Linked DNA regions of Mus musculus: regions 1, 2, 3, 4, 6 and 7 are each linked to region 5. Evidence: chromatin contacts called from public HiCAR-type, HiChIP or PLAC-seq and promoter capture Hi-C data. All regions are on one chromosome and are shown on one strand. The core of a region is the stretch at or near the end of the contact, and the rest is flanking DNA. Distances in the headings are between cores, read along the strand shown.

Region 1 (3,885 bases), core at 216-2,715, 1.3 Mb before region 5:
GGAGTAGTCTCTCCAGTTCCCCAGTGACACTTTGTCTGCATCTCCAGGGACATCTTACCCTCAAAACAATACACACAAATAATAGCAATAGTGATGATGATGGTGGTGGTGATTATGATGATGATAGTAAACCTTAAAGTAGGCATATATACCTACTATATTAGACAACAGCACTCAACTCTCTCTCTCTCTCTCTCTCTCTGTGTGTGTGTGTGTGTGTGTGTGTGTGTGTGTGTGTGTACACAAGGCCTTGCTTTTCCCTGCAGATTTTATAGGTGAGGAGAATTTATGGTATAACAAATATTTAAATCCTAGAAACATGTATGCTTTTTTAGCAATTCTGGAAACACCTAAACTAAGGGAAATCTCCAATCATATCAATTCCTAAAGACTGACTGACTTTCATGTTTCAAAATAGAGAATGGTGCTTTATGATGTCACTAAAGCCTGTAACACTCACTGTTATCTTTATTTGATACAAACCCAGCAGCTGGGTTGGGTATGGCTATGCACAGTTAGATACGCTATGAACTGAGGCTAGTGGGTCCTACTCGCTGTATATAAAGCACTTAGTACAAAGCTTTGAATGAGCAGGGTCCCGGTGTTTTCTGCTAACTAATAAAAAGTTGATTGCCTAGACTGGAGAGCTGTTGGCTCCCATACCTGCAATGCTAGCAATGGTCACAAGAGGGCAGTGTTAGAACATGAAAACCAGGAACTGCAGCCCAGTATTTTGAAACTGCAGGAGTTTAAATTTTGTTCAGCCATTTCACTGGAGCAGAGATTCTGGGCTGCACTTGGCCTTGGTCTCCACTTCATTCCACCCCCTCATCTGTCATTGTGCCATTATCTGGCAATTTTTACTCTGGTTTTGAAAAAAAGACCTCTTGCTGTTTTTCTCTCTAAGGTCAAATAGAAAACCTTTAGTCATCCCTGCCTTTGCTTTTACAACACAGATGCCTTTGTTCATTGCAGTTTTGATTATTAAATTTGAAGTACAGCTCTCTCTCCCTTTCTCCCCACCCTCCTTCCCTCCCTCTCTCCCTCTTTCGCTCCCCCCCCTCTGTGTGTTTCCTTCCCTCCCTCCCTCCCTCTCCCCCGCTTCCTCTCCCTGATTCTTTCACTTGGCCACACACTCTGTTCGCTTTCCTTTCAGTGACATCACCATTTTTGGGAGACACTACTTGAACACATTTCTGAACAGTTTTACGAAGCCCAGAAAACGTAAAAGGTGGCAAGCTGGTTGCAGATGGTGTCACTGCTGACTCCCGCCGGAGCTCTGGCTGGGGCTGAGCTATTCATTAGGAATGGATATTTAGTTGACTTGGCATTCTGCACAACTCACCCTACATGTAGTTTTGTTGTTGAGTATTCTTTGTCCGGGTGACACAGTGCTGGCCAGTTCAGCTCTGCACTGGTTAGAAATGCCCGTGCCAGGCCGTGCTCTGCAAGCCAGCCCCAGCGAGCTTGCCTGATGTCCATCGGCTGCCCGACAAGCCGATTCCAGGGACACGCTCTGAAAGGAACCGGCCTTGCCGTTGCCGCTTGCCAGAAAACACATTTGACTTAGAAGTATCTTGCCTTCCTGCTTGGCAGTAAATCCTTTTGACACACGTGCAGTTGGATGCCTTGACAGACTCTGAAATTGGGTTCCATTTGATTTGATTACTTAAAAACGCTTAGAGAACTCAATAAATTCCAGGAGCAAATTCAAGCTCAGGAAGCAAAATGCAAGAGCTTTGAAACCTAGTGGCAAGTATAGGCTGGAAATGAACCCTGTAAAAACATCAGCTTTTAAAGAACTTATGCTTCTGAGTCTACCTATACACGTAAAGATAACCTAACACAAATAAGATTGTTAACTCTTGACTCAATGACACAGAAATGAATAAATTCTGAATAGCTAACAGGTCTGATAACTCTTCAGAATCACAGGATAATTTTTCATTTTCCATGAGTTCATCACAGACACAGCTCATGTCCCCAGATCATCTGCGCAGGCCAGGTTTCAGTGGACCATGATCGTACATTGTGACATGTAACCCTGGCCTTCTTACCACCGTGACCACTTCACAGTGTCCGTATGAACACATGTGAGACAGCTCTGGCGAGAATGTCTGCTTTAAGATGTGAGAACGCCACAATGCAGATGCACAAAGCAGATAAATTAAGAGGTGATTAGTCGCAGTACAAAAGGATTCTTTGATTTACAGCAGGATTGTCAGGAGGGTTTCTTTGAATACAAGCTCCCCCAGAGAGCTCAAGTGTTTTGCAGATCATTCAAACCACTTGACATCCAGACTGGGGGACAGAGAAACTTGGAATTTAAGTGTTGAAAGCCATCATTAGATGAAGCTTAATACAACACGACTATAGAGGTTCTCTGTTGTTTAAATAAAGGCAAAAATATAATTTGCTTTTTAGAAGTGTAGAAAACCTATACATGCGTGGCGATGTGACTGAGTTAGGAATTATATTGTATTATTTTTTATCTATTTAATTCTGGCAAGCTGACTCAGCCAGTAAAGGTGACTGCCACCAAGCCTGGTGACTTCAGTTCAAGTCCTGAAGCCCACACGCTAGAAAAAGAGAACCAACTCTTATAATTTCTCACAATGACCTCGTCGGGCATGCTATGGTATATGTATCACGGTAGCTTTCCCCCCCAATACAGAAATGTTTAAGATGTGTTCTGCTATTAATCTTTTTTAAACATTTATTTATTTATTTAATGTATACAAGTGATCTATCTGCATGTACACCTGCATGCCAGAAGAGATCATGAGGTCCCTTTATAGATGGTCATGAACCACCATGTGCTTGCTGGGAACTGAACTCAGGAACTCAGCCAGTGCTCTTAACTGTTGAGCCATCTCTCCAGCTGCTGATCTTGTTAAAGGCATTGTGACCATTTCACAGAGGTCTGAGAGGAGCCAAAGCCATGGAGGCAGTGTAATCTAGATCTGCCAAGGTTCAGGCCCCTTCCACATCAGCTCTGCCTGACTCTTGTCTCTGTGTGGACCTCCTTTGCCTCTTGTTTGGTGCCTGTCACCACAGGCTGGTTGGCATCCTTTGGTTTGGTCCCAGCATCTAAGATGGCTGTAGTTTTGTGTGGCAAAGACTCAGGCAGGTTTAGAAACTGGTACATGCAGACTGAGGTATACATGTGGACAGGGACTGTGTGGAATAATTGTATGCCAACTTGACACGGGCTGCAGTCGCCTGATAGGAGAGAACTCTGGAGTAAAAGCCTCATAAGATGGGGCTGTAGACAGCCTGTAGGGCATTTTCTTAATTAGTGATTCATGTCCGGAGGACCCAGCCAGTTCTGAGCGGGATCACTCCTGGGCTGGTGGTCCTGGGTTTTATAAGAAAGCAGGCTGAACAAGCCATTAGGAGCAAGTCAGTGAGCAGCAGCCCTCCATGGCCTCTGCAACAGCTCCTGCCCTGTTTGAGTTCCTGCCATGATTGGTTTCCATGATGAATGGTTATAAGGATTTTATGAGTGAAAGACAGCCTTTTCTTCCCAAGTTGCTTTGGGCTGTAGTGTTTTATCAAAGCGTTAACAGCCCTAGGTAAGTCAGGGAGTCAGAAGGCAGGCCCAGCGGGGAGCTGGACTCTACCCAGGTTCACTCGGAACTTTCCCCACAGAATGACTACCTGAGAGCCCTCGGTCTACAGATGTATTGTCAAATAATGCATCGGCAGGAACAGGAAGTCTGCAGCGAGGTAAAGAGACTGAGTAGTTTCTAGTCTCAGTTCTCCCTCTGCCTGTTTTGGATAAGATACTGAGCATCTTAGAGTCTGAATCTGTCTAACTTCTGAGACAGCGATAACAATGATGATAGTGCGGACCACTGTAATAACAGTCCTAACCTCAAAAAT
Region 2 (3,709 bases), core at 569-3,068, 1.5 Mb before region 5:
GTGGTTGCCATACATGAAAGAAGAAAACGGTTGTGAGTGACACCCACTAAAAATCACACTGCTGATATTTTCTACCTCACTAGACAGTCATTTCTAACAGTTTCTCAATGTCCTTCAGAAGCGCTTGTTCAAACCGTGTGATCTTCAAGATCTCGTGTGCATTTAGATCCATTATACCTCACCCAGGGCAAGATGTGAGATTACTAGTTGTTTGGGAAGTGGCACATCTGCTGGGGACTCACTCTGGCAGCTGCTGCCACCTGTGAAGACCACACGTGATATTCACATAGCTTCTCTGAGTAGCTCCAGCTGTTCTCTTGGTACAGATGTAGAAGGACGCTTTGGGTCTCCCTTGGGACTGCACCCTGCTTCTATTTCCTATGCATGCCTGTTAGGTTCCATGGAAAGGCCCTTTCCAGCATCAGGAGTGTACAGCCCACTGTGATTGTTACCCAGCTCTGGGCAGTTGGTCCTGACTTGTATAGAGAGTTGGCTCAACACAACTAGAGGGAGCACACCACTAAGCAGTTTTTATCCATGGTCTCTGCTCCAGGTTCCCGTCCTGAGTTCTATTATCTGGAAATGTAAGATAAAACAAACTCTTTTCTCCTCAGGTGGCTTTTGGTTAAAATATTAAATTACATCGATAGGAGACAGGGTAGAACAAGGCCCGTTCAGTAAGTTACTGAAAACCAAGACCCTATGCACAACATACATGTTTTTAAGAAGAAAATCGATTATATTAACATATGTCAAAATGTTAACATTTTTTTCTATAGTAATAAATTGCTTCTTTATTGACATACATCGAGATCTAGCAGAGTAGCTACCTAATAACAACTGTAATTTGAAACATCTGCAACAACCAACTTTTCTGGATAAAACAGTATTTTCTACTGATAATTGGGTTGTTGGTACAGTCTCCTGCCTTTGTGGTTTACTGTCTACATTCATAAGAGAAAACATGCTAATCTAAATGTCAGAGGATAATAAAAAATGGTTCACTAAAATGTATATTGTTTGTTCTCAACCAAGTTCTGAGCGTCCCTGAAGCAAGTTTTTCTATCCTAAAATAAACATGCCTCAAAAGCCAACACCTCGCTGGAAAGCCCCACCCTATGCCCGCGAGACTCAAGCCTTCAAGCCACCCACACGGACCTCTAGCTGTCTCTATCTATGCAGTTCTAACTAGACTAGGAAACTTAGGGTAAGAAAAGGGGACAATAGCTAAACTCCAGGGCCCAAGATAGAAGGACTCAGTGTTCCCTACCTAGAGATCTTCCCACAAAAATCTGAGTTGACTTTTTTCTTTTCTTTTCTTTTCTTTTCTTTTCTTTTCTTTTCTTTTCTTTCTTTCTTTTTTTTTTTTTTAAAAAAAAAACCAAAACTCATCAGCACAGAGAAGCCCGCTTCCTAGGCCTGAATGAAACAGTGTGTTTTTAAGTAGCACAGCAACGTTTTCGACGTTTGGGTCCCTGGGGAGCCAGCGAGTATGCAACATCAAGCCAACCCCAAGAGCTGGGCATACTTAGGCGCGTCTTGAACCCTTGGAGAACGGATGTCTTTGCAAGTCAGCCCTATGAGGCCCGCAGTTCAGTGACAGGTAGAAAAAAAGCCTGGCTAGTCTTGCCAAGCTCCGGGACGCTTCCGGGCAGGTGGCGGGAAGGTGGGAGGGCTGCGGCGGGTGCGCCGCTGCGGGGCGGGGCCGGCAGGGAAGGTGCGTGTGGCGGGCGGGGCCTCGGGAGGGGCGGGGCGGGGCGGGGCGGGGCCGGAGTCCCGGTCACTCGATAAAACGCTTGAGAGTCTCCAGAGAACAACGGGCTCATTGAGCAGCAGCTAGCTGCGGGCGTGGGGGAGCGGCCGCACAGTGAGCGTGAGCCGGCCGGGGGTGGGGCCGCGCGCAGGGGCGACCGAGGCCAAGTGGCCGCAGCGGCGCGCCAGGCAGCCCGGCCCCGGCCCCGAGCCCGCGCGCACAGAGGCCGCAGCAGCTCCGCGGGTCCCTCCCACCGCGCGCGCCCATGGCGGTCGCGGGCCAGTTGTGCCTGCTCTACCTGTCCGCGGGGCTTCTAGCCCGGCTGGGTACAGCCTTCAACCTGGACACCCGCGAGGACAACGTGATCCGGAAATCGGGGGATCCCGGGAGCCTCTTCGGCTTCTCGCTCGCCATGCACTGGCAGTTGCAGCCGGAGGACAAGCGGCTGTGAGTTCCCCGACTCTTCCCATCCCCACCGGGGCGCCGCGCTGCGCCAGGGAGAACGAGGGCGCGCCCTGCTGCCGCCCGTCCCGCGTGCCCAGAGCCTATCCGTGGGCTAGCCCAGCTCGGCTCTGCTCTGCCCTGGCCTTCCCTACCTTGCCCTGCCCTGCCCTGCCCTGCCCGCTCGCACTTCTTCGGCCCAAGACTTGAGAGATCCGGGCCCGCCGCGCCCTGCACACGGCGCCTCCCGGGAGTGAGGAGAGCCGAAGGGACAAACCCCGGGCCCGGCCCCGGGATACTTGACTTTCCCCCTCCCCTGAAGTGCTTTCCGCGGTTCTCCACTTCGGGCTTAGTTTGCAGGGACCCCGGCAGGTGGCACGCTTTGCTGAGCTTCACGTGTGCACTAGGGACAGTGATGGGACACAGGGTTGCGGGAAGTCTTCCAGGGAAATGCAGGCCTTTCTCCAACTCTCCGACCGTCCGGTCCCCTCCCTCGTTCGCGCGCCGCGTGGAAGTTGGGAAGCCACTTTTCGCTGTCCCGTATGACTTTCCCTGCAGAGTGGGCTCTCCTGCAGGAGATACTTTAACATGCTTCTTAAAAAGCACCTGTTCCTCAGGACTAGCTCAGCTGTGAAAACAGGCTTCTTCGAGTCGGTGTGCTAGCTCCCCCTCCCAGCTCCCTGATAGATCAGCAGCACTCAAGGATCCTCCGGCCCCAGTGCTGGGTGGGCCTCACGGAGGAGTTAGAGCAAAGTGCCCCTTCTAGGAGGGACTTAGAAAAGAAGGTTCGGAAGTGACAGTCATCCTCCCAAGTGTTTCTTCCAGGAGAAAGCGACTGGCTCTGCCTTTTAAACAGTGTTGGCTCCCACATGACCCAGTTCTTTGATTGGGGAAGATTTTCTGGAGCTTAGTCGCCCAGTCGCAGTGGGGTTAAATTCTTGATCCATGCTCATTCCCACAACAAAAGGTCCTCCTCCCCGCCCAGGTCTTGAGTTGAACCCAGGTCCTTCCAGGACCAGCAGACCGGAGAGAACAGAGTGCAGCCAAGGGGAAAGGAGAGGCCAGAATTATTTTAAACTGGAGAAAACTCCCTTTTCGGATATTTAACAACTTTGGGGTTTGTGCATATTGTGGACTTCAAAATCTTAAGGTCAGATTTTTCTGATACCACCTGCTAGGTGAAGCAGAAGTCTATTGTGGGTGGGATAGTCCCGGGCAGGGAGGGGGTCTGACTCTGCAGGCGTGGCATTCTCCCGAAAATAATTGTTGGTCAGCTGTAAATCTGAAGTGAGAGGGTTTGTTTGTTTGTTTGTCAACTCAAGAGGATGACATTTCAAATCTCAAACACTATTCGAGAAACACATACATTTACCCATGGAGGATTTGAACTTAGTATAGAAGTGACTGTGGGCCAACAGAGGGAAAACATTCTTTGCCTTTATTTAGCATTCTGTCTGTATCAGACCACAGAGATTGGCTTCCTGGATGGACATGTCCAAGCAGACATTATAATGG
Region 3 (3,787 bases), core at 479-2,978, 1.9 Mb before region 5:
CCAACCCCTACCCCCATCCCCATCTATGGTTGCAATAAGTGGGAGGAGAAAGCGCAACTACAATAGTCATAAATTATCTGTGCAACAAATGTCATAGACATTTATGAGAAGGAAAATTTTATAAGTCATCCTAAGTCATGCAAACAAAAAGAGCAACTCCAGGAAAACCTCATATCAATCCCCAATAGAAAGAAAAATTTTCCAATCCGTTCTTACTAAGAGTACAAACGGCCGGGTATAGAGCCAATCGCAGCCCTCAGGAGGCAGAGGCAGGTAGATCCTCCGAGTTCCAGGACAGCCTGGTCTACAAAGCAAGTTCCAGGACAGCCAGAGCTACACAAGGAAAATCTGTCTCAAAAAAAAACCAAAACAAACCAAGTACAAAGGACATCCTCCACTCATGTTTGTGAGAAGAGCATTTCTCAAAGTTAGAGAGCTTAAAGAGGAATAACGATCATGTTCTTCCCATTCTTTCCCTGATGTAAAATTCTTTCACTTACCTGGAGGAATATGTTTCTCAGCTCATGAGGATCACCTCGTTTGGTTGTATGCACCTGAGGGGGGGGGGGGAATGACTGGTTAATGCTTAGCTAGAAACCACATAATCTCTTTAGATTATAGTTTACATCTGCTAACAACTCATTTATCTTTCATAAGGTCATTTAGTCTAAAAACAAACCCAAAGCTTAATTGCTGATAACACCTGTCAAACCGGAGATCTACGGCTAAGGGGTGGGAGAAAAGGGTGTGAATAGTGCAAGATAGAGCAAATTACAGACGGCACTTCCTGTGAACTGGAAAGGGAAACCAATGTAATCGTTTACTTTATTCCACAACTACTAGCAATACAGTAGCAACCACCAAGCTACAAATCCTGAGAGCCTCAAGAGAGGAGCAACAGGAGATGTAAAACAGCCAAATTAATAGCCGGGCCTAGCAGCCTTTCTTGTGGAAAGCAGAAACAGTACATCGTCATCTTGGCGACCCTTTCTCCATCTGACCTAAACCTTGAGAGCTGCCACAATACGGATACTTTCGACATCTGACAACCTGCCAGGCAAATGTCAACCAGTGCCCTGGGCTGTATTGTGGCCCCAAATGACAACACCCACCCCCTCCCCCACCGCGGATGCCCTGGGTATCCCCGGTTCTCCTGCCCGCTGACTCTCAGTCCCTCTCTGATGCTCTCCAACTCTGTGCTCGCAATCCCATGTACCTAGGACAAAACACTACTCTTTTCCTCCTCCCGACCATGGTCCTCAGGAGCCCCTCCAACTCACGATCCCTCCTCCTTCCCCTCCCCCAGCCGGGCATCCTCTTCGCTCCGGTCCAAGCCCAGCACAGCTCTCCACCCGCAATCTAGAGCCCCGGGACGCACTGGCTAAGAACCAGGCAAAGAAAGCAACGGAAAGAGGCGGGGGGCTGCACTCGGGGCCCTTGGAACGTCTCTTATGCAATAAAAGCAGCAGCAGAGAGTTGGAGTCACCTTGACCGCCATGCTGTGCTCGGAAGCCGGGAACGAGCGAGTGAGCGAGCTGGGCCGAGCTGTCAGGGCGCGCGCGCGCCACGGCCCGGGGCCGCGCCCGCGCTCCCTCCTGTCGCAGCGCCGCGCCCGTCTATATGCAAATGAGCTAGAGCGCGTCGGTGGTGCGCACCGAGTGGCCTTGGTTGATCCATCAGCGGGCCGGCGGGGCAGTCGCACCTCTTGCGGGGGACACCAGAGCTCCGGTCGCCGGATTCCAACGCGCAGTGTGAGCAGAGGCTCCTCTGGGCCAGCCCCAAGTCCCAAGGCCTGGCAGTGGGTGTGGCTTTGGGCACCGGCTTCAGCCAAAGTCGGTTCCCTCTTGGGGCTTAAAGGAACACTTGGGGCCTGTATTGAGCAAGGTTGGAAGCATATGAGAGCTTGTCCCATTAATAATGAGTTTATGACAACCAGTGACAAATATTGATAAGGAAAATGATTAGTTAGGTTTTTTAAAGGGAAAACCTAAGTAAACATAACTTCAGAAATATGCTCCTGAATTAACATTCCTTGGGATATCCCTAATGGTTTATTAATAGATTCGCTTCACTCTCTTAACCACCCAAATTCTTTGTACAATGTATATAGAAAACAACTTTATTTATCTTGGAGCTGGTACTTGCTATGCTGACTTTCTCTTCTACAGGAAACAATTCCTCTGTGAATTCCCAGCCCTGCCTTAAGCTAAATTAATGTCTCTAAAACTGAGGCTTGCCATTAAGATATGTGAGGGCCAGGCAAGTAGCTTAAGTTGCTGGAGTGCCTAACTAACATGCTGGAAGTCCCGGGTTCTATGCCCAGTAGCACATAAACTCTATCTTGGCGAAGTAGTATCCGACTGTAATCCCCAGGCTTGAGAAATGGAGGCAGGATAATCGGAATGTCATCCTCGGCTGCATAAGAGTTAGAGGCCAGCCTGGATGCATAAGACGCGTCTTCAAAGAAAAGAAAAACGAAAGGAATAGAGGAGAAGTAAGAAAGGGGAAGGGAGGGAGGCGGGGGGGGGGGGGTGTGTGGAGGGGGAAGAGGGGTGCGGATCCGAGGTGATAGCTCAGTCTGAGGCTCCTCAGAACTCATTAAAGGTAGAAAGATAATCAACACCTATTTTCCACATTTCATCTAAGCACTAAGGTGAATAAAATTAAAAATTGTTAAAAAAAAAAAAAGAAGGGGAGAAAAGATCCTATTAGTTCTCATATTGATATTCACCCAAATATTTACTAAAATCCTCCATGTGCTAGACATGGTCCTATTTGTAAAGTGTGGATATAAATACACATATATGCATATGAAGTATGTGTATAAGTAGTTATTTATTGCAAAGACCTTCTTTGCCACCATTATCATAGACCATTTTAAGTTATAAAACTAAATAGCAATCCTACATATTGTAGATATCATACCCTTGGCTCAATCATACTTAAATGTTGCAATATTTGATTATCCCTGGGTTATTACAAGAAAATTTGTAACAAGCTGATGATGTCTCCTGTAGTAGTATATTGCCTTTATTCCCACCCACCAGTTATAGGCTTCGTGTGCTCACTTTTCAATATCTTTGAGACCAGGCAAGGGGATAAGTCTTTTTAAAAGAAACATGGTTGACTTGTTTAAAACTGATCATTAGTGCACTCGACATGGGTTTTGTGAGAGGGAAGGAAGTGATGAGATTTCTTGTCATTATAGTATTAAAATTAAATCTACTTAATTCATAAAATCATATACATGCCATGAATACTTGTGTCTATCAATAAATATGTGCTATTTGAAAATATCAGAGCCCAGTAAAAGCCAGACATTTAGCGATTGTGTTTACCCAGGACCTCAACCATATTTGGTTTTTTTTTTTTTTTTTTTTTTTTGGTTATTGTTTAGTTGGTTGCCTTTTGTTTATTTGTTTTGAGACAGGGTTTCTCTGTGTAGCCCTGGCTGTCCTGGAACTTGCTCTGTGGGCCAGGGTACCCTCAAACTCACAGAGACCCACCTTGCCTCTCTATCCAGAGTGTTGGGATTAAGGGGAGCATAACTACATCCAACTACTATTTTCTTTCTTTCTTTCTTTTTAAGATTTTATTTATTTATTTTATGTATATGAGTAAAGTAGCTGTCTCCACACATACCAGATAAGGGGATTGGATCCCATTACAGATGGTTGTGAGCCATAATGTTGTTGCTAATTGAACTCAGGACCTCTGGAAGAGCAGTCAGTGCTCTTAGCCACTGAGCCATCTCTCCAGCCCTTATTTTCTTTCTTAAGTGAGACAT
Region 4 (3,618 bases), core at 21-2,520, 1.4 Mb before region 5:
GAATAACAGCTTTCTTTAAAGGGACTCTGATCTAATTTCTGTTTTTCTGTGTATGTTGGGGGAGGGTGGGCAGGTATTTGTTTCTTTGTTTTCAGATAGGAGTCAGAATAACAGGCTGGCATGATTTCGGATGACCTTAGAATTCTCACCTCCCACATTGCTGCTTCCACTTGCAGATCGCTGAAATTATAAACCTGGGCCAACACAATGTGGGGGGGTGGGGTGGGGGGGGTTGCTTTTGTTTTTTCTTTCCTTGTGCTGGGGATGAAACGCAGGGCTTTGGATATGAGCTACATCCCAGACTTCATGATTTGTGTTTTTTCAAAACCCAATAGCGAGCGGGGCAGTGGTGGCGCATGCCTTTAATTCCAGCACTTGGGAGGCAGAGGCAGGTGGATTTCTGGGTTCGAGGCCAGCATGGTCTACAGAGCGAGTTCCAGGACAGTCACGGCTATACAGAGAAACCCTGTCTCATAAAACATAAACAAAACCAAAACAAAACCCAAAAGCGACCAGCATGGAGCTATGAAGTGTTATTCGGTGTGTATTCTACATAATTGATAAACTTCACACGTGGCAGGATAGTTTTCTTGCACCTAAGACACAGCAAATGTTAGGGTAGTTGGATGGGGACTTTACAGTGTTCAGAAGACAGACGTGATTTTCGTGGGGTTAGATATTAAATATGTTCTAATTCTACATTCACTATCTCTATACATTGAAAAGATGGAGCAGGCACATTGTAACTCTAAGATGAGTTAACAGAAAAAGAGCGAGTAGTCTTTAAGTACTGTGGCAATATTGCTTGCATAAAGTGTTTCAACGCGCTCTTCCCGGGACTTTCGTTGCTGTGGAATTCTTTAGAGCCACACCCCCAAGTTCAACTCTTGTACCACTGTTCGGCTGCACCTGCAAATCAAGGGCTTGCATGATCCAAGGGCAATGAGAACAGGCTCATTGCCAACGATCTCGCACAGCCTAGAGCTTTTCCGCTGAGACTGGGAGGGCGGAGGAAGTACGAAAGGGTGCAAAGGGGTGCAACACAGCGCAAGCTGGATCGTTTAAGCCGGGCTCCCACGGCGGCCACTCGCTCCGGGTGGTTTCAGCTGCACCACACCCCACAAAGCTCAGCAGCGCTCCCTTTTTTTTTTTCTTTCCCCGCCTCCGTCCTCCCAGGGCCCCGCCTACATGGGCGTGTCTTTAACCAGGGGCGGTGGCTAGCGCAGCCTTTCGCCCTCCTCCGTGCTGTCCGTGCTCCGCCTACGGGGGCGTGGTTCCAGCGAGGGGGCGGTGGCCGCAGCGCTGACAGCAGCTCCCCGCCCCCGCGGCCAGCCACGTCCCGCACGTAGCGCCCGGGCAGCGGCATACAGCCGCAGGTTGGCGCCCGGAGCTCCGGCTCCTCCGGCGGGGCTCGGTATGAGGCTGGCAAGGCTGCTGCGGGGCGGCACGAGCGTCAGGCCGCTCTGCGCCGTCCCCTGCGCCAGCCGTAGCCTGGCCTCGGCCTCGGCCTCGGGTTCCGGGCCGGCGTCGGAGCTTGGCGTTCCGGGCCAGGTGGACTTCTATGCGCGCTTCTCGCCGTCGCCACTCTCCATGAAGCAGTTCCTGGACTTCGGTGAGGGCGGCCGCTGGGCCGTCGGGCCTCTGTGCACGGGCCCCGTCCTCCCAGGCGCACCCCTCCTCCTCCCTCGTGTCGCCCCCCCTGCGTCTTAGGTGCTTCCTTCCTCCTCGGAGGGAGCGGGCGCTGGAAGGCCGGGCACGTAACAGGGACGTGCGACTATAGTGTGTTTAAAAAAAAAAAAAAAACTACAAACCCAAAAAAACAAAGCAGGGGGCCCGCGGCTGCAGCCTTCCGCGCACGTGCGTAGGTGCGCGCTTGGGGACCTGGTGTCTTTGGGGATGCCTTGCTCAGGTTCAAGGCCAGGGCTCAAACTGCTTCGAGGGTGGTGTTCTGCAGAGGCGAGATCGGTGCCAGCACAGTGGCGATCGTTTGGAGTGGCGTGATGGCTGGAAAACAAGTTACTACTGGCCCAGTGCTTTCCTCGCCAGTGTTTTCACCGAGAGCAAATTCGTTTCAACAGCAGCCAGTCTCAAGCACGTGTAAAGTGCATGGTCTTGTCTGTGTGTAACAGATTGCAGAACTGCAGAATTAGGCCTTTGACTTTTGGCTTCTCATCAGGAGTAATGAGGCGGAAAGGGAAATGCTTAGAATAAACTCTTAACATTGAAATCCGAAAGTTCTGGAGTAGAAAAAGTTATCTTCTGTGTCGTGCTGCCAGGTTATAACATGGTTAGCACGCACGAGAGATTAGTGGTGGGGGTAGGTACTTTATCTTAAAATTGTGGTTTGAAGTGACAGGTGCTTTTCCTTGTGTTTCTTTAGTAAGGGACTATGAAAGGCCCCCGTTTTGTGTGTGTGTTTTGCTTTTATTTGTGAATGCCTGTACTGTGGTGTAGCAATGTTCACCTTGTTCATGAATACGCTATTAAACTTTGGCAAGATGCTTTCCTTAATAATACTGCTACTGTTGACAAGATAGTTTTCTGCTAAGGTTCCATCTGCGAGGTCCACTTAGTTTCAAATGGATTGCTGAAATGTGACTTTTTTAGTTCAAGTGAAGGTGCTTGCCAGGGGAGGGACACTTATCAACTCTTCTGCCAAACATCTGGATTCAAGAGTGGAGGAAGGGGGAGGTGATGGTCTCAGGAATCAGACAACTGAGCTGGTTCCACTTGATGGTTGGTGATACTGTGTTGATGGTCTTTGCCTTCTGTTGCCTGAAAACCTCTGTACTGACTGTGTTCTGGTGGTATTTGTTCTGGTGGTTAGTATTTGTGTCTAGTCAATGACTTGGGTCAGAATTTACTCAAAAGTCGAGAGTCAGGATTTCTTTCTTTTCCTTTTTTTTTTTTTTTTTCTTCTTTTTTTGGTTTTTCGAGACAAGGTTTCTCTGTAGCTTTGGTGTCCTGGAACTCACTCTGTGGATCAGGCTGGCTTTGAAATCAGAGAGTTCCTCGTTCTTCTGTCTCCCAAGTTCTGGGATTAAAGATTCCAGCCATTACTTCCCAGCAGGAGTCAGAATTTCTAAAGGCAGCAGCAGTGGGGTATATAGAATTGGCCTTTCCCAGTTCTCTTCACAGGCCCTGAGCCTTACTGCAGACAGCTTACCTGAATCCTAGTCATCCTGAAGTATAACAAGTACCTACATGGTTGTACTGAGCATACATGGTTGTACTGAGCAGTTGGAATTTCAGGAATTGGAAGTCAGTTTGGAATCAGGATTACTTTATAGACCGGTTAGTTCAACTGTGCCTGGATATATCTTTGTTTCCTAGTTCCTTCCTCTCACTATGGTAAATGTACCGTTGTGGCCTTGCCAAGTGACTGACTCTCCTTTTCTCGCTCCGGCTACCGGTGCCTGTCACTCACTGCCTGTCACTGTGCTTGGTTTCAGGGTCAGTGAATGCTTGTGAAAAGACCTCGTTTATGTTTCTGCGACAAGAGTTGCCTGTTAGATTGGCAAATATAATGAAAGAAATCAGCCTCCTCCCCGACAATCTTCTCAGGACCCCATCCGTACAGCTGGTGCAAAGTTGGTAAGAGCCCATCTTTTTTGTTTT
Region 5 (3,838 bases), core at 202-2,701:
AGAAAAATTACCGTGTATCTCAAGCTTTAGACTGTACAGTTATTTTCATTAGTCTCGACTGCTCAAGACTCAATTCCAGTAACTGAATTAAAAATAAGATGCAGCTCCATTGTCAAAGTGCTCACAATGCTTCTCCTGCATATTATAAACTACTTTATGACCTAGGAGAAGTGGTAGTTGATTGCAGTGGCTTCCACCTGTAATCCCAGCATGCGGGGGTGGGGGTTGGGGGTGGGGGCAGGGGGTTGGAGGCAGAAGGACAAGGAGTTCAGGGCTATCCTCCCTAGACAGCAAGTTTGAAGCCAGCTTAGACTGCAGGAGATCCCACCTCAAATAGAGGCTATGAAACACATAAAGAAATACACTCGTGGGGATTAGGAGTACTACAAAATAAACAGAACAAGACTTTTGGGGTCAAGGAGTAAGGCTGAGATCTGGCAAGCCCTCCCCACTCCCAAGGGACTTAAAAACCTAAGTAACTATATTTGCAGATAACCAGTGTTAGCATTTCTTGCACTTTCTTCCACAGATATCCTAATGTACATGCATGCTAATATATACATTCTTTAGATGTATGGTAATATACAGGACCCACAACTGGTTTGGAAACAAAAGCGAAATATATTCTCATAAGTTTGTGTACTTTTGAGTACTTGAGTACTTTTCTTAACACACAGTGCTAAGCCTTCATTTCGAGTTTCTAGTCATTGGCCATACTATCTCATCTAATCTCCCTAAAATTTTTACAAACTAGGGCAACTGACACTGATAATTCTTGATCAACAGTGTACGAGGCTAATGCTCACATCATTGACTATTTTGTGCGAGGCCTCAGGGCTACATGTAACTGTACTGAACTAAGAATCCAAAGCCCAAGCACTCTCCCGTCGCCATTCTTTGGCGCTGTAATTCTCGCCACGGCCCTTCTGTGTCCAGCAACTGGTTGCCCTGTGATTGTTTAAAACGCTCAACTTGAACGCAGCCATCAGAAACACACTACGGGATGGAGAGTGAGCAGAGGGAGGATTTCTGCCAGAAGATCTCCGTTAAGCAGGAGTCTCGACCCAGAGCAGAGTTCACCGGCTTGGGGCTGTAGGAGACGGATCCTGAACGGACAGTGTTATCAAACCATGCGTGGGTCTCCCCACTGACTGACAGGCGGGACTTGGGGGATCATTCCTGCAAGGGGGAAAGATCGACGACTCCAGCCGTGAGGAGGATACGACCCTCCCAGGGAGCTTAGCAATCTCTGCCCTCTCCGGATGCCTTTACTCACCTTCTTGATGTTGGATTTGGACGCAGGATGGAAGTCCTTCTTACACATGAAATTGGCGAATGACTTCCCCATCTTGGCGTCTGAGTCGGAGAAGCCAACCGCTAGGTCTTCTCGGAACGTAAACAAACTCCCGGAGCTTCACCGGAACTGCTAGGCAAGTTTGGGCGAGAACTTCCGAGGTCGGGAGGATGACTACTTCCGTGGTTTGACGCTTGGCACCGCCCCTCTTGCTCTCTTCCGGCAGTCGCTTCTGGTGGCTGCCGCGGCTTTGGCGGCGTCCGCGCGTGCGCAGCAGAGGTAAGCTTGGGGAACCCCCTGTGCGCGATGCTCGCTCTCTGCGGGGTCGCGAGCGGCGGCGGGCTCTGCTGCGTCAGCTTCGATCCGAGCGCGGTCAGCCCGAACAAGCGAGGTCTCGAGGTTCGAGCCCAGCACTTTCTGGCAACGCCGACTCCAGTTGCAAAAAAATTTTCTTTTGCCGCGCAGTTCCCATGTAGATTAAGTTGTCTCCCGGCAACTGTAGGACGTTTGTGAGCCTCGGAAGATTGGTGTTACCAAAAGCACGGGAATAGACTGTTAGAAGCTCAAGAACCTAGGCTCTTCCTTTCCAATTACTGTTAAGGTTTAATAATAATTATAATAATAATAATAATATTATTATTATTATTATTATCATTATGTATACCTCGCCATGTAGCATTGGTTGCCCTTGAACTAACAGATCCGTCTGCCTTTGCCTTCCCAGGCCTGGGATTAAAGGCCTGCGCCACTACACCCAGCTCCCTTCCGTTATTTCTAGCCATGCAGAAGTTTGCTCAGCAAACATCGTGAATGATGAGAACATGTTAGGGCCAACGACTTTCTCCCTGGGTGCGGGTTTCTTAGCTGTTGCCGCCATCCCAGTTTCGGGTAAGCAAGGCTTAGTCCACTGAGGATAGTCACTTAGTCTGGTGAGGATAAGAATGCCAAGGTACAACGGATGTCAGCTTTCATTTGGGTGTTGGCTGTGTGCCAGTTTTTTGTTTTTTTATCTTGTGTTATTCGTGGCGCGGTCCACGTAACGCTCAATCTTCAATTACAGGCATGCACCACCAAGCTGGGTTTTCACCTTCTAGGTGGTGTTTTAATAATTATTTACTTATTTATTTTAATACTGACGGGCCTGGAAAAAAGGAGAATTAATAGCCTGCCTAAATTATGTGTTGGAGTAGCTAACTTTGGAGCACAGTAAGCAGGAGATCAAGAAATTTAGAGGGGCGACACAAAAGAAAAACTGGTACGTCTTCCCATCTTTGAGATGGAGAAGACCCTTTACTTGTTCCATGGTGAACTTGTTTCTTGAGTCATTTTGAGACATAGGCTAGCTTTAAACTCTAGCTCATCCTGCCGAGTCCTGAGATTGCAGGTGGGCTATCATATCCTGCTTTGCTTTCCTTTCAATAAAACATTTATTGTATTTATATTTTTTATTTTGTTTTAAAATATTTAGGATGCTCCCATATAAAACTATGCTAAGAATTGGTTCTTCCTGTTTGTTTTTTTTCAGGGTTTCTCTGTGTAGCTCTGGGTGTCCTGGAACTCACTCTGTAGGCCAGGGTGGTCTGGAACTCAGAGATCTGCCTCTGCTTCCCAAGTGCTGGGATCAAAGGTGTGCACCACCACCCCCAGCATGATTTGGTTCTTATAAAAGAAGGGAACTGGGTTAGAGAGAGAGAACAATGGTTAAGATAGCTCAGTGCTTTCCCTGAAGACTTGAGTTCCGTTCCTAACACACAAGGTGGCCGTGCACGAAGCCTTACAACCTCTAACTCCAGCTCCAGGGGATTTGAGGCCCACTTCTAGCTTTCTCGGGCATCCCCATTCTTAGTGTAAACACACACACACACACACACACAAATAGTAAAAATAAACCTTTAAAAAGATAAATAATAGAAGTAAACTAAAACTATGTCTGTTCTGGAAGCAAAATAAAAATAGGAGATTTTGAATGGTTCTACAAACTGGAATTTAAGATTTTCCAGATCACAGAATCTGGAAAAGAGAATCCGTACGTCAGTTCTGTAGTCAGGATTTCTAAGTTACAAATGTGAACTTCCTGAAAACATGAAAGGTGGCTTTTTTTTTTTTTTTTTTTTAAGACACTACCCCTGGCTGTCCTGGAACACAGGGCTTGCCTCAAACTCAGAGATTCACCCATCTCTGCCTCCAAAAGTGAGATCTCCAAAGTACTGGGTCTGCTTCAAATTGTCTGTCTTTTCAATATTATAGTCTCTGTGTGCGTTTTTCCTCAAGCCAAAGGAGACCTCCTCTGTAGCAATATTGGGAACATTTGTTTGTTTACATAAATTCCTTTTTGGTTGTTTGGTTTTGGTTTTGTTGTCGTTTATGTTGGGGGGGGGGGGCAGGGTATCTCTCTGTGTAGCCCTGGCTGTTCCTAGCACTCACTCTGTAGACCAGGCTGGCCTCCAACTCAAAGAGATCCACCTCCCTCTGCCTCCCAACTCCTGGGATTAAAGGTGTACACCACCATCACCCGACCTTTACATAATTGTCAATAATGATAGA
Region 6 (3,597 bases), core at 733-3,232, 1.9 Mb before region 5:
GCAAGATTAATAGACTGTGCTCATCCCTAAATGGGAGATATATCTCTATCTAGATCAATATCTATCTCTTTATCTATCTCTATCTATACCCTCTCTCTGTCTCTCTGTCTGTCTGTCTGTCTGTCTCTCTCTCTCTCTCTCTCTCTCTCTCACACACACACACACACACACACACACACATACACACACACACACAAACACACACACACATACACACATACACACACACACACACACACACACACATACACACATACACACACACACACACACACACACACACACACACATTCCCTAACTCCAAGGTTCAGGGGATGATCTCCTAAGAGGGGAGCTATGAAAAGATTCTAAGGGCCAGAGGTACAGGGTGACCTCTGTGGAAGTGTTTTCTGGATGAAACAGGACCAAGGCACACATGGATTCATAATGGCTGTCACTACACGCACAAGACCTAGCTAGCCGAGATCTCAACATAGATTGGGACAAGGACACAAAGTCCCATTCATAGCTGACAATTGACAGAGCTACTGAGGGGATGAGGGTGGTCAGTTTTCTCCAGGGTTTCTGCCCCTGAAAGGATCCCCGTGCTCCAGTAGATGGCCCTACATTCATGTGCATACTGGCAGTAGATGGACTCAGTGTGTTAAAATAAAAGCACATGAAGTTGAAAGGGAAATGTGGTGGAAGGGATGAGCAGGAGTTGGAGGAGAAGGATGGGGGCGCGTGGTGGTGCTGGGAGTGTATTAGACAAAAACACATTCTATGTGTGTATGATATTCTCAAACAAAAAGAATACCCTTGGATTAAGTGTTCTCCGATTTGAGGTTTGTGATGAGTTGAACTCTGCCTCCTGAGGTTAAAGGTGTGCCAGTTGAGCATGTGGACTCTTTTATTTTTTATTTTATATATGTAGTACAGTGTAGCTATCTTCAGACACACAAGAGGAGGGCATCAGGTTCTATTAAAGATGGTTGTGAGCCACCATGTGGTTGCTGGGAATTGAACTCAGGAAGAGTCCTAAGTGTTCTTAACCGCCGAGCCATCTCTCCAGCCCGCATGTGGATTCTTTAAAATCAATGAGAAGACATCCACATATTCACAAGGAATCCTTATCGATCTCGACTGCATTCAAAGTCCAGAAACTGCTACACTACAGTTTGGGTTCTTTCACCATACACATCTTGGGGTATCATGGTCTGTGTTGAGCACAGGAAGCTACCAAGATGGATAACACCTGGTCCATGAGCGTCTGGACTCCACCGCAAAACAAGGGCAAGAGGCACAGAACCTGGTGAAATCGGGCAACAGTATCATCGAAGGTACAGCGGCTGCCTCACTTGCCTTGACATAGGGGCTATGCAAGCTGACATGCGTCATTCTTTAAATATCTAATTTAGGGATAACAGCAGTTAATACTGCCAAGCAGGAAGTGTCATCAGGGAAGGAGAAATCCTGTGAAGATACCCACAGGGCCACATAGGTGTCCCAACTATTCTATTCTGGAGTCTCTGCTGAGTAATTAATATTCTAACATTGCAAAGGGAAGCTGATCAAACTGATCCAACTTTTTCAACTAGTTGCCTGGAAATGATTTGTAACCGAATGAAAGGCGATGAAAGTGCTTTGTTGCACACTAAATTGTGTTTGTTTGTTTGTTTTTTTTTTCCTCTCGCCCAACTTCACGTATCCATGCACCAAAATGGTGATTCTATAAATACTGGAGGCTACACTTACATGACGACTTTCTTCCATCCCTGATGGGTCTGGAAGCTCAGAGAGAGAACTGCGGCCGGAGCCAGCCTCTCCTGGTGGAAGCGAGCTGGCCGCAGACGGAGCTGCTGGCCTCGACACCAGAGGCACTCGCTAGCCCGGGCTCCTGCAAGCCAGCTCACGCGCGCGCGCGCACTCGCCTCCCACTGCTTCAGCGCTTCTGGGCTTTGAGAGCGCGGCTACTCCAGTGGGCGGAGCTGCGAGGCTCTCTTGGCCACGTGACCGGAGCCAACATGGCGGCGCCCATCGGCGTCCCCCTGCTCGTCCGTGGAGGTAAGCGATCGGCATACGACCGCTCCAGGGCTACGCGCCCAGAGACACGTCCGCGCGTGGGCTTGGTACGCACGTGCGTACTTTCAGTCGGACCCGCGTATACCATACACGTTGGCACGCTGCAGAAACAGACACACGTTTGTCCTCTTCTTACCATGTTGCTTGAGTGCTTAGTTCTTGAGATTTGTGGGTCGTTACCTGAAGTTTTCTTCCCTCTCTTTACTTGTGTGGTTAGTGTTGCAGACGTATCTACCAGCGACGACGGTGAAATGCGCCGGAACACTCGGTTTAGAGCTGTTGGATTGGCATGCCTTTTTGAGAAACTTGTAAAAGGTGATGACAGTCATGATGACTTAGGAGAGCTAACGATGTCAGGGGCATTCCAAACAGATGCGTTTCCGGCGAATCGTTGTTGAATTAGTACTAGGTTCGGATTCTTTGCTAGCAAGAACTCAAAAATAGGTTCAAGAAGGACGAAAAAAAAAAAAAGGAACACCAACGACTTTAGATACAATTTAAGTGCCAGGCACATAGGAACGGTTTTAGGAGGTAAATATTTTCAGAGCAATACTCAGCACGTATTATATACCTTCCGAGCCATCTCACCAGTCCAGCTTAACTTAATACAATCCCCTTTTGTGAAGTCAGATACCAACTTATTTGTGTGTATCTAAGGGTGTGTAAAAAAGTTTGACGTTGACATGGAATGGTGTCCACAAAAATATATTATTTGGAATATTTGGAAAAAGCAAGTTGTAGGACATTAAAATTACATATATTTGTTTGTCTGGTGTATGCTCAAACAGGTGCCAAGGTGTGCATACAAAGGTCACAGGGTCATAGGAGAACTTGTGGGAGTTCTCCCATTATCTGTTTTTCAGACCATGAGGCTTGGTTCAGGCTTTACCCACTGAACCATCTCACCAGCCCAGTTTAGCTCAATACAGCCCCCCCTTTGTGAAATCAGATACTCATATATTTGTGTAGTTATATTTGTGTGTATATGTGTATCTAATATAATACATACAGAGAATGACATACACGATTCACGGCTTTGTGAAATAAAATATTCAGTTTTTATGAAATGCCCATATTTTCCAAAGCACTCAAAATATAGTGCTACATATCTTAGAGGTTTTTGGCAAAGATGACTCTGGTCATTCTGTGTGTACCCAGAACTTCTCATCACTTGAATGATCTTGTACATTTAATACAACTTGTTCATGTGAAGATTAGATTTTCTTTTTTTAGCCTTTGAAATGTTCTTCATAGGAGAAATTTCAAACACACAACAGAGCGGCAAACTCTGCATACACATTGTCTGCTCACAAATCATGTGTGTAGAGACACTCACTTCTCCACCCCAGCCACAGTGCCTCCCACGATGGTATTATTTTAAAGGATGTCCTAGGTATATCACTTTATTTGTAGATTCTTTTGCCTATGTATCTCTGAAAACTGTGCCTAGGGAGTATAGCTCAGTGGTTAGCACCCATAAGCCTTGGTTTGGGGTTCCCCTGCTCCATAAGAGGAGAAAGAAAGAAAAAAAGGAAG
Region 7 (3,878 bases), core at 464-2,963, 1.3 Mb before region 5:
CAAACAAAGGCCTTGCACTTTATGAGACAGATCTTAAAATGCTTTGCATATGTGGAGGACTTTTGGAGACCTTATCCATGACAAGCAGCCCCTAAGTGTCCTCCTTTGCTAGTTAATAGTCTCCCTCAAAATAGAATTTGCACTATTTTGTTCCATTTTTCTTTAGTGTCCCTTGTGGAGTCTTCTCGTCCCTCTGTCCCTGCCTCTCAGACTGACCCCCAGACTAAATGAGAATGATGACAGGTGATATATTGTCTTTTATTCCTCTGGCTCCTCACCTCTAAGTATTCTCTGAGGCATTTGGAGCAAGCGTTCAGTAACCTTGAAATGTCCCAATAGCTCAGATACCTTTATAAACAAAAAATATTTAGAAGACATGTCTCCTTCACACCATATAAGATGACACCTTTGGAAGTCTTTATGTGGTATAATATGTTAAGAGATATTTATGGTAAATAATAGAGATTAACGGAATGAAACTCAGCTGAGGGACAAGCCCAGAACAGGGAGTTTCTGCTGAAAACACTTGGTTGTGGGTCTGAAACCAGATCCTGTCTATTGAACATGGGGAAATGGAAAATTTTTCTGGAGAGATTTAAGGTCAAGGTTGTTGTAAGAGAATCAAAGCATCCCAGAAGGCACAGGCTGTTTCCTGCTCCCCAGTCTCCCTGCATCGGCCCTAAATGGGCGGTGTGTGTAGGGACAGTAGCAAATGATCGAGGATAAAGCCCTGTTCCGTTCCACCCATGCCTATTCCTAAGTGTATGTCACAAATATCGAAACAGCGCTTGATAGGAGTCCAACAGATTTAACTTGTCCCCAAATTCCTGAACAACGGTCCATGTAAATTTATTTCTTTTTATTTTTTTATTTTTTGGCAGGGTATAACTGAACGACTTCTAGGCATAACACTTACAGTGAACACCTACAGGAAGACAGGCAGCTGTGGCCACCCTCCGCACTGAACCTGGGAAGAGGAAGGCTGTGGGAGAGTAGAGGCTAACCACCCAAGTTCATGGAGTGCCCAGGAACTTGGCTTCCAGGCCTGAAACCTTAGTTCTGCATGGGTCTCAGGGATATCCCATTCTTAATTGCTTCTTTTTGTCGTGGTTGGGACATGGAGTCCAAGTAAGTCTGAGGTTCAAGGCCAGTGACTTCAGTTTGCACCCCCTTTTAATCCTCTGGTCTCCTGGGTCCTTTGCTTCAGACTGTCTCTGTTTTTCCCAGCCCCCAACGCCCCTCAACCTTCCGAATCATTTATCCTTTGGGGTCCACATCAAGAGACCATGATGTCCCCCACCCCCACCTCATCGCAAGCCTTCCCAGCCCTGCCCTCTCTCATCCCAATTTAAACAGCAGACTGTAAAGGTGAGCTGGGATCAGCTAGCAAGTTTTGACAGCCACCGAGGAGGACTAATGGGTTTCTAAGGAAACGGAGAGGCAGCAGCCATTTTAGTGGCATTTGCTGTACGAAAAATATATAGAGTCTGACATCCCCTCCCCACGCGCAACCGGGTGGCATCGCAGCAGAACTCCCCCTTCTTCCCTCCCCCGAGGTGAGGGTAGACGCGGGCCTGGCGGAGCGGGGCACCTGCCGCAGGTGTCGTGGGGTCGCCGCTCCTGGCGGGCGGGCGGGGCGGCTGGGCTCCCACGCGGGCGCCGCAGTGCAGCGCGGGCCTCGCGCCTGGCCCGCCCCTCGGTCCCCGCCCCGCAGGCCGCGGGAGCCCGCCGGGAGGCGCGCGGGAGGTGGCCGCGGCCCGGGGCCACCGCGCGCTGCTGCCCAACATGGTCGCTGCGCACGCTGCACACTCTCAGTCCTCGGCCGAGTGGATCGCCTGCCTGGATAAAAGGTACGTGGGGTGGGGTGCGGGATCTGGGTCGCGGGGGTCCACTCGTGGGGTGCCACCTGCGGGAGAGCATTCCACGTGCCGGGAACAGAATGCGGCGCCGTGGGGGACAAGGTGCCAGCCTGCCCTGGTCCCCTTCCGCCCCGCTGCGACTCCACGCTCCATTCATGGGTGGGTGGGTGGGTGGTTTCCAATGGGCACTAAGACCAGGGAGGGTACATACATGCGAGCTTCAGGCTGTCCAGACCCTCAGGGAGAATGTCATTTAAGTTTCCAGGAGGGGCGGGGAGAAGGGGGGTATTCATGCAGGTGCAGTCACCTTTTTTGTTTCCGGAAAACCAAGTGTTAGGGACTCAGTGGAGCTGTCAAGTCCCTTGCTGAAATCCACAGCCCTCTTCCCGCGGGCGCTCTCTCAAGGTCTGTGTTAGGAAGGTCACCGGAGGCGTCTTAATCTTCTGCAGAAAAGACCCTCACTCTAAAGAGAAATTTAAACCGCAGAGAGTGCTGGCTCTCGCCAGCCTCTGATGAAGGTGCCGTGGGTGACAACACACTGCAGTTGTTTCTAGGCTCTGTCGGTGGAATTTTCTGTTTGTCCAGATTGCAAATTTAACAGTAAACATTACACAGTATGTTAGCAATTATAGTTTATTACCCTAAGGAGAAAGGTGATGCATCTGAACTTTGAAAGAAACAAGCAAACGCCTTGCAGCGTGACCAGCCTCTGAGTCCCAGAGTTTGGTGCCAAAGGCCAGTGATTCACATCCTTCAGCAATCTGCATGATATCCGAATTGCATTTGTGGGAATTATTTTGTGCTCTGCCATATTGAAAATTTTTCAATGAACAGATTTGTGACCGGATCAAACTTGAGGATCTGAAGAGTGGCCGGCTGTGCCTGTTCCACTATTGTAGGCCTTTGATGGAAAGATATTAACTAACTGAAAAGAGCTAAATGAACTCATTTGAATAACTTAATGTGATAAACATTCTCGATTTTTAGTTACTACACAGTAGCAAGAATATTTTTGGCAGGCATTGCCCCATTTCTGACTAAAATGGTATGTTCTAATATTAGAGAAATTATATGCAGTAAACAGTAAGACAATTGAAGAGATGGTTAAGTCATACAGAATTCTGTGGAGGAATTAAAGGCACATTTAAGCCAAGAGCTTGCTAATGTGATCAGTAATCTAAATTTAATACTTTAGGAAAAGTGAATTATAAAACAAGAGATAATCAGGCGCTTGCACTTAACCTATAAATAGTGCTTCCCGTGAGTGATAATTTTGGGTAGTAAGCAACATACTTCTCTTTGCAGAGCTGCATAGCAAACAGTCAGTAATCCATTGGAGATCCTTTCGTCAGTGAATACTTAGGGCGAAGTCATGGGGCAGCGGCGGTGTGAGCGGAGTGGCCAGGACGTCTATCCCTGTGCTTCTGCTTGTAAGATTGTATTCGGCATGGATTTCTAGAACATGGCACCACAGTTTAATGCCACTATTCATAGTGGGCAAAAAAACCTCAAAAATGAAACAAAACCAAAAAACCCCACAAAAACACACACAAAACAAACAAAACCCAAAACAAACAAACAAACAAAACACTACAAAAAGGCCCTCCTTTTCTTGAGCCTCAAGTTCCTGACCTGCAGGCGAGTGGACAGATCGATAAGCTGCGGATGTTTAGGCTCAGAGCCCCCACCCGCTCTGAGCTTGTACCTCATCTCTTTTACTTCCTGAGTTTGAAAACTGAGTGTCCTTGGCTCACCCCCAGCAGAAGGGAGGAAAAAGCTTCCTAGTGCTTTGGAAGCTAGGAAGTACCCTGTATATGTTTTATTTCCACAGTGTGAAGACCTTCTTGTCTATTCTGTGGCCTCGATCCCAGAATTCCTCAGAAGAGCCATTTAGGAGGGGCTGTTTCATGGCAAGCCAGTAGGAGAGGCCGATTTTGAAGTTGCGATTTTGAATGTAGTCTGTTAAATTTTTAAAAGAGAGAATGAAGGCTGGGAGTGAGGATGAGAACTGTCTGGGGG

What was found. Promoter capture Hi-C pulls out the DNA fragments that hold promoters and counts their contacts. HiCAR-type assays count read pairs that join an accessible place to other places. HiChIP or PLAC-seq counts read pairs in DNA pulled down with a chosen protein or histone mark.
Region 1: a promoter capture Hi-C map of neural stem cells shows a contact between it and region 5. The contact joins the enhancer-like site here to the promoter of Cir1 in region 5. A contact is called at or near these places in 9 of 39 promoter capture datasets (3T3-L1-derived adipocytes, cranial neural crest, embryonic stem cells and 5 more), 9 of 115 datasets of contacts at active chromatin or transcription factors (differentiating embryonic stem cells, double positive thymocytes, embryonic forebrain and 4 more) and 1 of 9 other capture datasets (adipose tissue).
Region 2: a contact with region 5 is called in a promoter capture Hi-C map of pre-B cells, with 7 times the contacts expected there. The contact joins the promoter of Itga6 here to the promoter of Cir1 in region 5. A contact is called at or near these places in 2 of 39 promoter capture datasets (hippocampal neurons and pre-B cells).
Region 3: a contact with region 5 is called in a promoter capture Hi-C map of pre-B cells, with 2.4 times the contacts expected there. The contact joins the promoter of Slc25a12 here to the promoter of Cir1 in region 5. A contact is called at or near these places in 3 of 39 promoter capture datasets (hippocampal neurons, liver and pre-B cells).
Region 4: a contact with region 5 is called in a HiCAR-type map of astrocytes, with 4 times the contacts expected there. The contact joins the promoter of Pdk1 here to the promoter of Cir1 in region 5. A contact is called at or near these places in 5 of 39 promoter capture datasets (the C10 cell line, hippocampal neurons, liver and 2 more), 4 of 115 datasets of contacts at active chromatin or transcription factors (astrocytes, cardiomyocytes, embryonic stem cells and 1 more) and 3 of 9 other capture datasets (adipose tissue, liver and pancreatic islet).
Region 6: a contact with region 5 is called in an H3K27ac HiChIP or PLAC-seq map of embryonic stem cells, with 5 times the contacts expected there. The contact joins the promoter of Metap1d here to the promoter of Cir1 in region 5. A contact is called at or near these places in 2 of 39 promoter capture datasets (hippocampal neurons and liver), 1 of 484 Hi-C or Micro-C datasets (B cells), 1 of 115 datasets of contacts at active chromatin or transcription factors (embryonic stem cells) and 1 of 9 other capture datasets (liver).
Region 7: a promoter capture Hi-C map of embryonic stem cells shows a contact between it and region 5, with 4 times the contacts expected there. The contact joins the promoter of Rapgef4 here to the promoter of Cir1 in region 5. A contact is called at or near these places in 3 of 39 promoter capture datasets (embryonic stem cells, hippocampal neurons and stem cell-derived epiblast-like cells) and 2 of 115 datasets of contacts at active chromatin or transcription factors (embryonic stem cells and forebrain).

What each region holds. Positions count from the first base shown.
Region 1 is chr2:72,037,671-72,041,555 of GRCm38.p6, forward strand. The region is part of intron 3 of Rapgef4 (Rap guanine nucleotide exchange factor (GEF) 4); the gene reads left to right. Among named protein-coding and RNA genes, the nearest start is that of Gm29940, 15 kb to the right of the region's middle. Within about 2 kb of position 1,466, at least 83 of the 459 cell types and tissues checked have an H3K27ac peak or open chromatin away from gene starts, as enhancers often do. A contact at or near this core is called in adipose tissue, neural stem cells and stem cell-derived neural progenitor cells, where this site is marked.
Region 2 is chr2:71,785,121-71,788,829 of GRCm38.p6, forward strand. Itga6 (integrin alpha 6) reads left to right here and starts at 1,819. Exons shown (of 26, transcript NM_008397.4): 1 at 1,819-2,200. The coding sequence starts at 2,019.
Region 3 is chr2:71,366,027-71,369,813 of GRCm38.p6, forward strand. Slc25a12 (solute carrier family 25 (mitochondrial carrier, Aralar), member 12) reads right to left here and starts at 1,729. Exons shown (of 18, transcript NM_172436.4): 1 at 1,487-1,729; 2 at 501-554. The coding sequence starts at 1,498.
Region 4 is chr2:71,871,954-71,875,571 of GRCm38.p6, forward strand. Pdk1 (pyruvate dehydrogenase kinase, isoenzyme 1) reads left to right here and starts at 1,271. Exons shown (of 11, transcript NM_172665.5): 1 at 1,271-1,612; 2 at 3,453-3,594. The coding sequence starts at 1,417.
Region 5 is chr2:73,311,141-73,314,978 of GRCm38.p6, forward strand. Cir1 (corepressor interacting with RBPJ, 1) reads right to left here and starts at 1,452. Exons shown (of 10, transcript NM_025854.3): 1 at 1,277-1,452. The coding sequence starts at 1,348. It overlaps Scrn3 (secernin 3), which reads left to right and starts at 1,512. Exons shown (of 8, transcript NM_029022.1): 1 at 1,512-1,573.
Region 6 is chr2:71,451,356-71,454,952 of GRCm38.p6, forward strand. Metap1d (methionyl aminopeptidase type 1D (mitochondrial)) reads left to right here and starts at 1,983. Exons shown (of 10, transcript NM_025633.3): 1 at 1,983-2,043. The coding sequence starts at 2,004.
Region 7 is chr2:71,979,502-71,983,379 of GRCm38.p6, forward strand. It overlaps Rapgef4 (Rap guanine nucleotide exchange factor (GEF) 4), which reads left to right and starts at 1,714. Exons shown (of 31, transcript NM_001204165.1): 1 at 1,714-1,850. The coding sequence starts at 1,786.